3 separate regions of the Pan troglodytes genome follow, and all the other regions are linked to region 1. The links are chromatin contacts, called in public HiChIP or PLAC-seq maps. All regions are on one chromosome and are shown on one strand. Each heading gives the region's core, a stretch centred on a gene start, on an enhancer-like site or on the middle of the called end of the contact. The rest is flanking DNA. Distances are from core to core; before and after follow the strand shown. Region 1 holds the start of SMARCC2 (SWI/SNF related, matrix associated, actin dependent regulator of chromatin subfamily c member 2). Region 2 holds the start of MIP (major intrinsic protein of lens fiber). Region 3 holds the start of TIMELESS (timeless circadian regulator).

Region 1 (3,149 bases), core at 328-2,827:
AGATGAGAGAATCCTGTTTCCTGGGTCTTCGGTGTAATCAGACCTACAAGGTGTGACTTCTGGTCATGAAATTTAGAGGAAACTCTAAGTTTGACTAATATTGCCAAACAGCCACTCACATTCCCAAAATGTAACCCTTCAACCAAATCCTTCCCTATGCCCTCAAAAGAATGAGACATGTGCCAAAGCTCTCCCAGGAAGCCTGAAGTTACAAAATTCTGAAAATGCCTCACAGTCTAGCAGCCAATACAGTCGTGCATAATTAAACTTCCCAAGATCACTCCCATCCTCCCAAATCCAGGGGTTAAGACCTTTTGGCAGCTTCCCTTTTGGAGAGAGAAAGTGCACGAAAGAAACGTGTGAGAACTGGGGTTACCTTTATGTGTTGTGAAAGGGGTTAAAAAAGTCGACGCCTGTAATCCCAGCACTTTGGGAGGCCGAGGCGGGCAGATAACCTGAGGTCAGGAGTTTGAGACCAGCCTGGCCAATATGGTGAACCTGTCTCTACTAAAAATACAAAAATTAGCCAGGTGTGGTGACGCATGCCTGTGGTCCCAGCTACTCGGGAAGCTAAGGCAGGAGAATTGCTTGAACCCGGGAAGCGGAGGTTGCGGTGAGCCGAGATCGCGCCACTGCACTCCAGCCTGAGCAACAGAGCGAGACTCCCTTTTAATAATAATAAGAAGAGAGAGAAAAAAAAAAAAACAAAAAACCCGTCACGAACAGGATTCGAACCTGTGCGGGGAAACCCCATTGGATTTCGAGTCCAACGCCTTAACCACTCGGCCACCGTGACTTCCAGAACCGCACTTTATCGCGCGCTTACAGAAGGGGTCCGCACTGCAATCCGGGAATGCGTGCGGGAACCGGAAGCAGGGTACCGGCCCCGACACACACACACCTGAGGACTCCCCACCCCTCGGTTCCTTACCTCCTATCTACGCCACCCAAAGAAAAAGAGTCGGATGGACCGGGTGACCCAGGGAGGGAGGGTCTCCTGCCTAGCGAAGAGTCGGGGTCTCGAGTAGGAGCTCACACCTACTTAGGAGGCGACAGCGAGGCCTGCGGAGGAAGCAGTTGAGGGAAGGCACTGGGCCGCCAGGGTGGCGACTAGGGGACTTTTGGGTTAACAAGTGAGGGGAGTGCTGGGTAGACAAGGCGCGAGGGGTGAGGGAGACTCTGAAAAGTTTAAATGGGGAGCTGCTGTGAATGGATGGAAGGAAGGAACTTATTGGGGAAAGGGGTTTGGGGTTTTGGGGGACGAGGGGCTTCGTCGGGTTAGGAATGCGCAAGGTGAGGGCCACTCGGGTCTACGGGTTGGGGCTGCTCCAGCGACTGGCGGCCGCCTGGAGTGGGATAGCGAGGTGACACTCCCGAGCTGAGGCAAAAAGAGGGAAAGGGCTTCGCGTCTGGTAAGAGCGATCTCAGGAGAATGGCGCCCCCTCCAGGAAGCGTCCTTCTCCCCGGAGGCTCCCGCCGCCGCTGCCGGGGAGGCCGCCAGGGTCGGCCCGCGCCTGGAGCTCCGCCGCCGCGCCCGGCCTGCCGGCAGGTGGCGCAGCGCGGACCGGGGCCGGCCCAGGCGGCGGGAGGCGGCGGCCGCGGCGGCGGGAGGCGGCGGGAGGCGGGCGGAGGAGGAGGCGGAGGAGGCGGGAGCTGAGCTGAGTGGGGCGGGCGGCGGCGGGGCCCGAGCCGGAGAAGATGGCGGTGCGGAAGAAGGACGGCGGCCCCAACGTGAAGTACTACGAGGCCGCGGACACCGTGACCCAGTTCGACAACGTGCGGCTGTGGCTCGGCAAGAACTACAAGAAGGTACGCGGGCCGGGCCGGGCCGCGCGGGGACCGGGGGCGGGACAAAGGGACCGCGGCCCTGCAGCCCCGGGATCCTGCCTACCCTCCAGGCGCCCCAGCCCCTCCCCCGCGGCCTCCCGAGCAGCCCCCCGCGCGCCCTCCTGCGCTCCCGCGCCCCTCCCCCAGCTTCCCTCTCCCCGCACCCCCAGCCTCTGAGCCCAGCCCCCGCCCCCACTGCTGCGCCCTCTGCCCCTTGTTTTTTTCTACTGCCCGGCGGGCCCCGGTGCCATTAGCCCACCTTCCCCTCAGCCATCGCCCTCCTGGCTTTTCTGGGAGAGGCGGCCGGCCGGGTGTGGACCGGGTGCCCAATGGGCTCCCCCGCAACCCGGAGCGTGCCCGCCAGAGCTCCCCACGGAGCCAGGTACCAGCGGGGCTGAGGCCTCTCCGGTGCTTTGTGTATGTTCAGAGAGAGAGAATGGAAAGCAGGAGGGTAAACAGTCACAGAGCAAGCCGTTGGCTGCTCATCAGCCTGAAAAAGGTCCCCACCCAGGGATCACCTGTCTCCGCCGCTCATCCCCCACCTTCATCTAAGGGGCAACAGAATCTCTCAGGGAGCCGGGGTATAGGAGTTCCTGGGTAGCGGCCCCTTCCGAAACCTTTCCTCGATTTTACAATGAAGTCACCCTGCAACCTAGCTTTGCAGTACCCTGGGTTTGGGGTCGAGAGGTTAGGGTGAGCTTCCTATCTCTAGCCCCTCACCCCCAAACCCCATAACTGGAGATCATAAGGTGGTGAACAAAAGGTTCAAGAATCCTTACCTGTCTTTTCTACCAAACCTCTTCCTGGTGTCGTCTTTGTCTCTAGGCCTGGTTTTCTCTGGAAATGGTCTGCCTCTCTTTTTCTCACTACCCTCAGAGAGGGATTCTCTTTATGGCTTTCTTTCAGCTCCCCAGTTCTTCCTGCCGGCTTTGCAGCTCGTCAGAAGTGTGCTTAGTGGCTTAGGAGAACTTCCTACTGATGCTGGTTGTGAGCCTGGCCCTGCCCTTGGGGTCTCTCTGGGTGTGAGAATCCTGACAAATAGCTGCTATTTCTATGGCATGTCTCTACGCCTGTGAGAGGCTCTTATTCCCAGGCTTCTACCTTTGACCTTTTGCAGGGAGATCAGGCTAGGGGCTTAGCCTCCGGCCTTGGGGGAATTGACAATTGTGACCTGGTTCAGCTTCCATGCTCTTAGCTCTTTGTCATTTACCTTTCCCTTCACAGATCTATCTCTTTTCACCTCTCACTGAGAGGCACTGTCTTCTTTGTGATGAGTGGGGAGAAAACGGGTCAAAAAGTAAAAAGGAAGTCTCCTGGCTCAG
Region 2 (3,149 bases), core at 419-2,918, 280 kb before region 1:
ACTGGGATAATGATTATGACAGACTGGCTGGGTGTCAGAGGTACAGATTTAAGGTAGATGGACTCAGGGTAAGGATAGCTACAGCTGTGTGGGGCTGAAGGTCTGTGGCACTGAGCTACTGGGGAAGGAGGGCTCTGTTTTCATTTTGACACACTGAGTTAATAAAGCACTTACTGAGGGAGCCAGAGCCCAAACTCTAAATGTGCTGTAGAAAAAGGGCCAAGTCATTGACTGCACCACTCCTTCAGCCAGAGGTAGAAAGGATTTACTCTTCAGCGATCTGGTAGAGCCCCAAGAACAAGTTACATGTGGACAAAGGGAGGGAGAGGTATCATGGTGATTAATAAATTCAAACAAAGCTGAATGATAAGACCCCAGGATGGAATACAGTCTGAGAAAGGCCTGGGCAAAGGGAGGCAGAGAGACTGAAGGAAGCAGGTCAGGGAAGATACACCCATGGTAGCCTAGGAAATTGGCAGTAGTTGGTGGGTGGGGAAAAGGAGGGTTTGGCTGTATGCCTAGCTTTCACAAGGTAGGGGATGAGGAAGATGATTATGATATTGCACAGAGGATCCAACACTGAATTGTGGGAGCTAGAGGTTGCTTGAGGCAAAGTAAAAAGGCTTCAGACACTTTCAAAAGGAGGCTGGCCAAAGGCGTGATTAGGGACTCCAGTAATGGACATACTAGAGGCCCTCGGGCACCTCAAGCCCTGAATGGGTCAGCAGCTCCCCATCCCAGAGAGCAAAGGCAGGCACCACTGGACCCCGGAAATCTGTCTGTAGCGTGTGAACCACAGAGACCTGGCTCACATCCACCAGGCTCAGCTTCTGGGCCTCATACTCCAGCAACAGCCCCACCTTCTCTGGCTGCCCAATACCCTCAACTGGGGCTTTCTCGTTGGCCAACATGGTGTACCACTTGCGCTGGGCATAGGTGAACACCCAGGAACGATCATCAACACCAATGCAGCTATCCCGGGACATGTCCACATCTGCCACTCCTATCCGGAACTGCTGGGAGCGCTTCACTGTCACTTCCCAGTAGTGTCTGCCACTGGTGACCGCTGTGTCTGCCAGCACCACTGCCCACTCCCGGAAGCGCTCCACATTCAAGGCCACCTTGGTGGGCTCCAATCCCACCAAGCCATATTTGACACCCGTATCATCTCTGAAGAGTGCCAGGCTGCTGTGGGCGGTTTTTTCTTCCAGTTTGAAACTGACGCCTGCGGGCAGAGCAAAAAGACGGGATAATAACAGGGGCTAGAACCCTAGGGCTGGTGATATATTCAGATCTGAGGCAGGCAGCCATGATACACGAGCAACTAGGGAAGAGTCAGAATGCCAAGCGGGCAAGAGAGTCGCGAGGTCGCTTTACTACGGATAGCTCACGGAGCTGAAAAACTCGGAATTTAAAGAAACCAAATGGTATCACAGGTTTGGAATCTCGAGACCAAGGCAGGTAAGGAAGGAAAAGACCCGAGAGGGTTGGAGTTGCTTCTCGGAGTGGGGTCTGGGAATAATAGACGGCAGCCATTCTGGAGGTAAAAGAGTAAAAACAGATAATCCTACCTCTCTGGGCCTCTGTGGAGGCAACTCCCAATCGTTTGGCTCCCCAGCGGCACAAGCGCAAAGAACGTGCAAAAAGCAGCGCCATCTTGCGCCTTGGATGAACCGGGCACGCCTCCCGCTTACAAACACAGCCATCTGCCCGCCCGCTCCCCTAGCACGTGGTGCGCGAGGGGCGGCCGCGCAGTGTTATGACGTAGAGCGACGCCCGGGGGCGGGCGGCCGCCAAGGTAGTGGTTTCTGTTCTGTTTCTACCCGCGGTTAATGCTGCTTATTCAGTTTTTCTGCGTAGACGAACGCTGCTCACATTTGAACTACGTAAAACTTTTAGAGATATAGTGTAGCCAGATGCTTAGAAGTATAGATTTTAAAATTAGACAGTACTGTAATTAGCTTTGATCCCGGCTTCACTGTGTGAGTTTGGGCAACTCACTCCACTTTTCTGAGCCTTAGTGTTCTAATTTATAAAATAGAAATTATATACAGACCTTAGTAATAATTAAGTGAGAATAATCTAGGCCGGGTGCGGTGGCTCACGCCTGTAATCTCAGCACTTTGGGAGGCCGAGGCAGGCGGATCACGAGGTCAGGAGATCAAGACCATCCTGGCCAATATGGTGAAACCCCGCCTCTACCAAAAGTACAAAAATTAGCCGGGCGTGGTGGCGCGCGCCTGTAATCCCAGCTACCCGGGAGGCTGAGGCAGGAGAATCGCTTGAACCAGGGAGTGGGAGGTTGCAGTGAGCCGAGATTCTGCCACTGCACTCCAGCCTGGTGACAGAGCAAGACTCCATCTCAAAAAATAATAATAATAATAATTAATCTAGATATATATTGGCAAATAGCAACCATTGGGTAATTCACAGTTGTTTATAATTAATAGTAAATACATAAATACTGTTAATGTTGGTTTTGTATGTTCAAGGCTAGGAACGGATGGTTTAACTCAGCATTCAGTTTTCTGAACTTAACCAAGAGTAGCAATATTTTGGTTCAGGGTATGAGGTAGGAGATTATGGACAGCCTATATTGAACATTTCGATCTGCATTCCATTTTATTTTATTTTTTGAGACAGGGTCTCATTCTGTCACCCAGGCTGCATGCAGCACAGTGGCGCAAACACAGCTCACTGCAACCTTCATCTCCGAGGCACAAGCGATCTTCCTGCTTCAGCCTCCCATGTAGCTGGGACCACATGTGCACGCACCATGCCCCGTTAACTTTTTTGTAGAAACGGGGGTTTCACTTTGTTGACCAAGTTGTTCTCGAATTCTCGGGCTCAAGCCATCCTCCCTCCCACCTTTGCCTCCCAAAGTGCTGTGATTACAGGTGTTAGCCACTATGCCAGGCCTACATGTTTTGAATCAGTCCACTTCTCAAGGTTCTGCTGGCCAGTGCAATAGCAACATACATCCCACCTCCATCCTCCTACCCCTCAAAAAAGGATTTTAGATATATATTTTTAAAATGTATATTCTGAGACGGAGTGTCACTCTATCACCCAGGCTGGAGTGCAGTGGTTTGATCTTGGCTAACTGCAGCCTCTGCCTCTGGAGTTCAAGCAATTTTCCTGTCTCAGCC
Region 3 (3,149 bases), core at 179-2,678, 260 kb before region 1:
AGTCAAGTGTGTGGCTCTTGATTTCTGAGGGAACAGAGAAGCAGGGAGTTACTCCTCACACGAGGCAGATGGAGAGAAGTGGAGGAGACAAGGCTTCCAAGGGTTAGGAGAAGGGACTCAAGGGAGGTGGGTGGTGAAAATGGAGTATTAGCCCCAGATCAGGATGTAGGTGTACTGAAGAATTGGGGGGAAGTTAATGGGAATATATAGCCTACTTATCTTAGGGATGCTTGCCCCAGGGACTTGGGTGGGGAAGTAGCTCTGAGAAAAGTGAACACTAGGATTTAGCTGTTCTGTAAAGCCACGTAAACCTGTCTACATCCGCTGGCTGGTTGTGTTCATTCTGACATAATGGATCTCTTCAGAGGTCCTGGGCCAAGGAGCTTCCAACCTAAATAGAGCTTGAGCAAGCCTAGAATCTAGAAAAATTAAGCAGCTTAACTGGTCAGCCTGACATCCACTGTTGTGGCTGCCTGGCAGATGGTATTTAAGCCCCACAATTGTTCCCTAAGGCCAACACAGGAAATCTGATTCCTGGAGCAAATAAATGAACGGGTGGTAGTAGGGGGCATGAGGGGAGAGGCTTTGACGCTGTTCTAATTTATTTAGAGCAAATCAAAACACTCCTCAAATGGCATCTTTCTGCTTTTATCACTAGTTCCGTGTTTTTTTTCTTGTTTTGTGTCTGTGTATTTTCATCTCTCTGTCATCTGTCCTTTCATCTTGAAGCAAATCTCTTCTAACTCCCTCATACCCCAGAAATTGATTCCTTCTATTCAAATGCTTAATAATTCAGGAGATTATTATTTGTTTGAGCCCTATCTTCTTTTTTTTTTTTTTTTTTTTTTTTTTGAGAGGGGGTCTTACTATGTTGACCAGGTTGGAGTGCAATGGATATTCACAGGCACGATCATCGCACACTACAGTCTAGAAATCCTGGGCTCAAGCGATCTTCCTGCTTCAGCCTCCCCAGTAGCTGGGATTACAGGGGGCCAGAGCACAGCCCTATTTTATTTTCCTTTTGGCAAGATCATCTCAGCAGAGGCCAGAAGAGACCCTCAACTGTTCAATGAATATTTACGGTTGCTTTCTTCCTTTTATGAGCCTCTTGCATACTTTGAAAGCTTTAAATTTATACCTATAATACAACGGACATCCCCTATCCCAGAAGACCATTCCTCCCTGTACTTCAGCTCTTTACTTCCTCCCAAATAAAACCTAACTTTTCTAACTAACTATTTAAGACTTGGAATAGTCCGCTTGACTAGAAGAAGGGGAAGAATGTTTGTAAATTCACCTCTAATCGGACTTTGATTCTACTATAATTCAGCAGAAAATTCATAGCGCTGTGATTTTTAGATCGACCTCACATAAAACAGTCCCTGCACTCGCTTCCCTTTTCCTTCCTTCTTCACCAATCTCCGCCCCAGCTCGCTCGGAGTCACGTGGACCAGCCCGGCGCGCCCCGCCTCGCTCTCCGCGCAGGCGGGGACCGGTCCAGCTGAGCCTGGTGGCGGAAAGGCTGCGGCCCCGCGCCGGAGGGCCGGTGGCTCCTCCGGGCTTCTGAGGACCCGCAGGGAGCGGGTGAGTGAGTGTGTGGCGAGAGGGCGCTAAGCGGACACGGGGATCCTTTCGAAGCTATGGGGGCATTCTCGGGAGACGCTGAGTCCCTTTTCCCGCCACCCGGTTTAGAGCCAGGGGGCGGGGCTCGTGCTGCAGGCGCGCACGCGCAATTCTGTACTCTGCTCCTTAGTCTCCCGCGCCGCGTTCCCGGGTCTCACCGGACGCGGGCTTATCCCTGCGCTGCTCCGCACAGCTTGGGTCTCCCGCGGGATGGGGTTGTGATGGAAAGGGGCTTGGAATTCCTGAATTAGAACAGAAAGTGCCTGGGGGAGTTCCACTTCGGAGCTTAGCATCTAGTTGAGACCTCCTGAAAAAAACCGGTGTGTGGCCTGGCGGTCAGCAGTGGTCGGAATTCACAGGCCGCTTTACTTATATCGTGGGTTTTATGGAATGAATTTCTCACTCCCTCCCTTCGTTGCCTTGTTTGGGTTTGTCACCTGGACCTCAGCCGCTAATGAAGCTTTTTTCCTTGAGCCTCTCAATTCTTTGCCATTCGTGCTTCGACTAGTACTTTCAATTTTTTATTTATTTTCTTTTATTTTGAGACGGAGTCTCGTTCTGTCGCCCAGGATGGAGTGCAGTGGCGCCATCTCGGCTCACTGCAAGCTCCGCCTCCCGGGTTCAAGCGATTCTCTTGCCTCAGCTTCCTGAGTAGCTGGGATTACAGGCGCGCGTCACCATGCCCGGCTAATTTTTGTATTTTTTTTTAGTAGAGATGGGGGTTTCACCTTATTGGTCAGGATGATCTCAAACTCCTGACCTCGTGATCCGCCCGCCTCGGCCTCCCAAAGTGCTGGGATTATAGGCGTGAGCCACCGCGCGTGGCCTGTTTGTTTTTTTTTGGTTGTTTTGTTTTGTTTTTGAGATGGAGTCTGGCTCTGTCGCCCAGGCTGGAGTGCAGTGGTCCGATCTCGGCTCACTGCAACCTCCGCCTCCCCGGTTCAAGCGATTCTCCTGCCTCAGCCTCCCCAGGAGCTGGGATTACAGGTGCCCGCCACCACGCCCAGCTAATTTTTGTATTTTTAGTAGAGATGGGGTTTCGCCATGTTGGCCAGGCCGGTCTCGAATTCCTGACCTCAAATGATCCGCCCGCCTCGGCCTCCCACAGTGCTGGGATTACAGGTGTGAACCATCGCACCCAGCCCTACTAGTACTTTGTACAAAGTAAAGGTAGATCATCTGATGTTAAATTTAAAACTCCTCTTTGACCACCCACAGTTAGCCTTAAATCCGTAGGTGGGTGTCTGTGGCCTCTCAGTCTGGCCCTGACCCTCTCAATCTCATTTTGTAAATCTCTTACGCACCTGACTCCTGGCCACGTGGAAAGATTGTGGCTGCCCTCTTTCATATCTCAGTACTTAGTTCCTGCTGTTCCTTCTGCTTGGAAGTTCTTGACACTGCTCTGCCAAGCGAACTTCTCTTTGAAGACTGAGCTTAATTGTCCCTCTGAAAATCAATGTATCCAGCTTCCTATGCCAAGTTAGTCACTTCTTCCTGTGTGTCCCTGAAGTTTTTTACCCCCCTCT

Evidence for each region. HiChIP or PLAC-seq counts read pairs in DNA pulled down with a chosen protein or histone mark.
Region 2: an H3K4me3 HiChIP or PLAC-seq map of stem cell-derived excitatory neurons shows a contact between it and region 1, with 3 times the contacts expected there. The contact joins the promoter of MIP here to the promoter of SMARCC2 in region 1. A contact is called at or near these places in 1 of 7 Hi-C or Micro-C datasets (stem cell-derived neural progenitor cells) and 1 of 1 datasets of contacts at active chromatin or transcription factors (stem cell-derived excitatory neurons).
Region 3: a contact with region 1 is called in an H3K4me3 HiChIP or PLAC-seq map of stem cell-derived excitatory neurons, with 2.0 times the contacts expected there. The contact joins the promoter of TIMELESS here to the promoter of SMARCC2 in region 1. A contact is called at or near these places in 1 of 7 Hi-C or Micro-C datasets (stem cell-derived neural progenitor cells) and 1 of 1 datasets of contacts at active chromatin or transcription factors (stem cell-derived excitatory neurons).

Annotation. Positions count from the first base shown.
Region 1 is chr10:39,823,894-39,827,042 of NHGRI_mPanTro3-v2.0_pri, forward strand. SMARCC2 (SWI/SNF related, matrix associated, actin dependent regulator of chromatin subfamily c member 2) reads left to right here and starts at 1,578. Exons shown (of 29, transcript XM_063786572.1): 1 at 1,578-1,809. The coding sequence starts at 1,699. It overlaps TRNAS-CGA (transfer RNA serine (anticodon CGA)), which reads right to left and starts at 796; the gene lies at 715-796.
Region 2 is chr10:39,544,058-39,547,206 of NHGRI_mPanTro3-v2.0_pri, forward strand. MIP (major intrinsic protein of lens fiber) reads left to right here and starts at 1,669. Exons shown (of 5, transcript XM_063786546.1): 1 at 1,669-1,798. The coding sequence starts at 1,669. It overlaps SPRYD4 (SPRY domain containing 4), which reads right to left and starts at 1,674. Exons shown (of 2, transcript XM_001168831.6): 1 at 1,572-1,674; 2 at 1-1,225. The coding sequence starts at 1,656. The coding sequence ends at 687.
Region 3 is chr10:39,563,746-39,566,894 of NHGRI_mPanTro3-v2.0_pri, forward strand. TIMELESS (timeless circadian regulator) reads left to right here and starts at 1,429. Exons shown (of 29, transcript XM_509535.7): 1 at 1,429-1,584.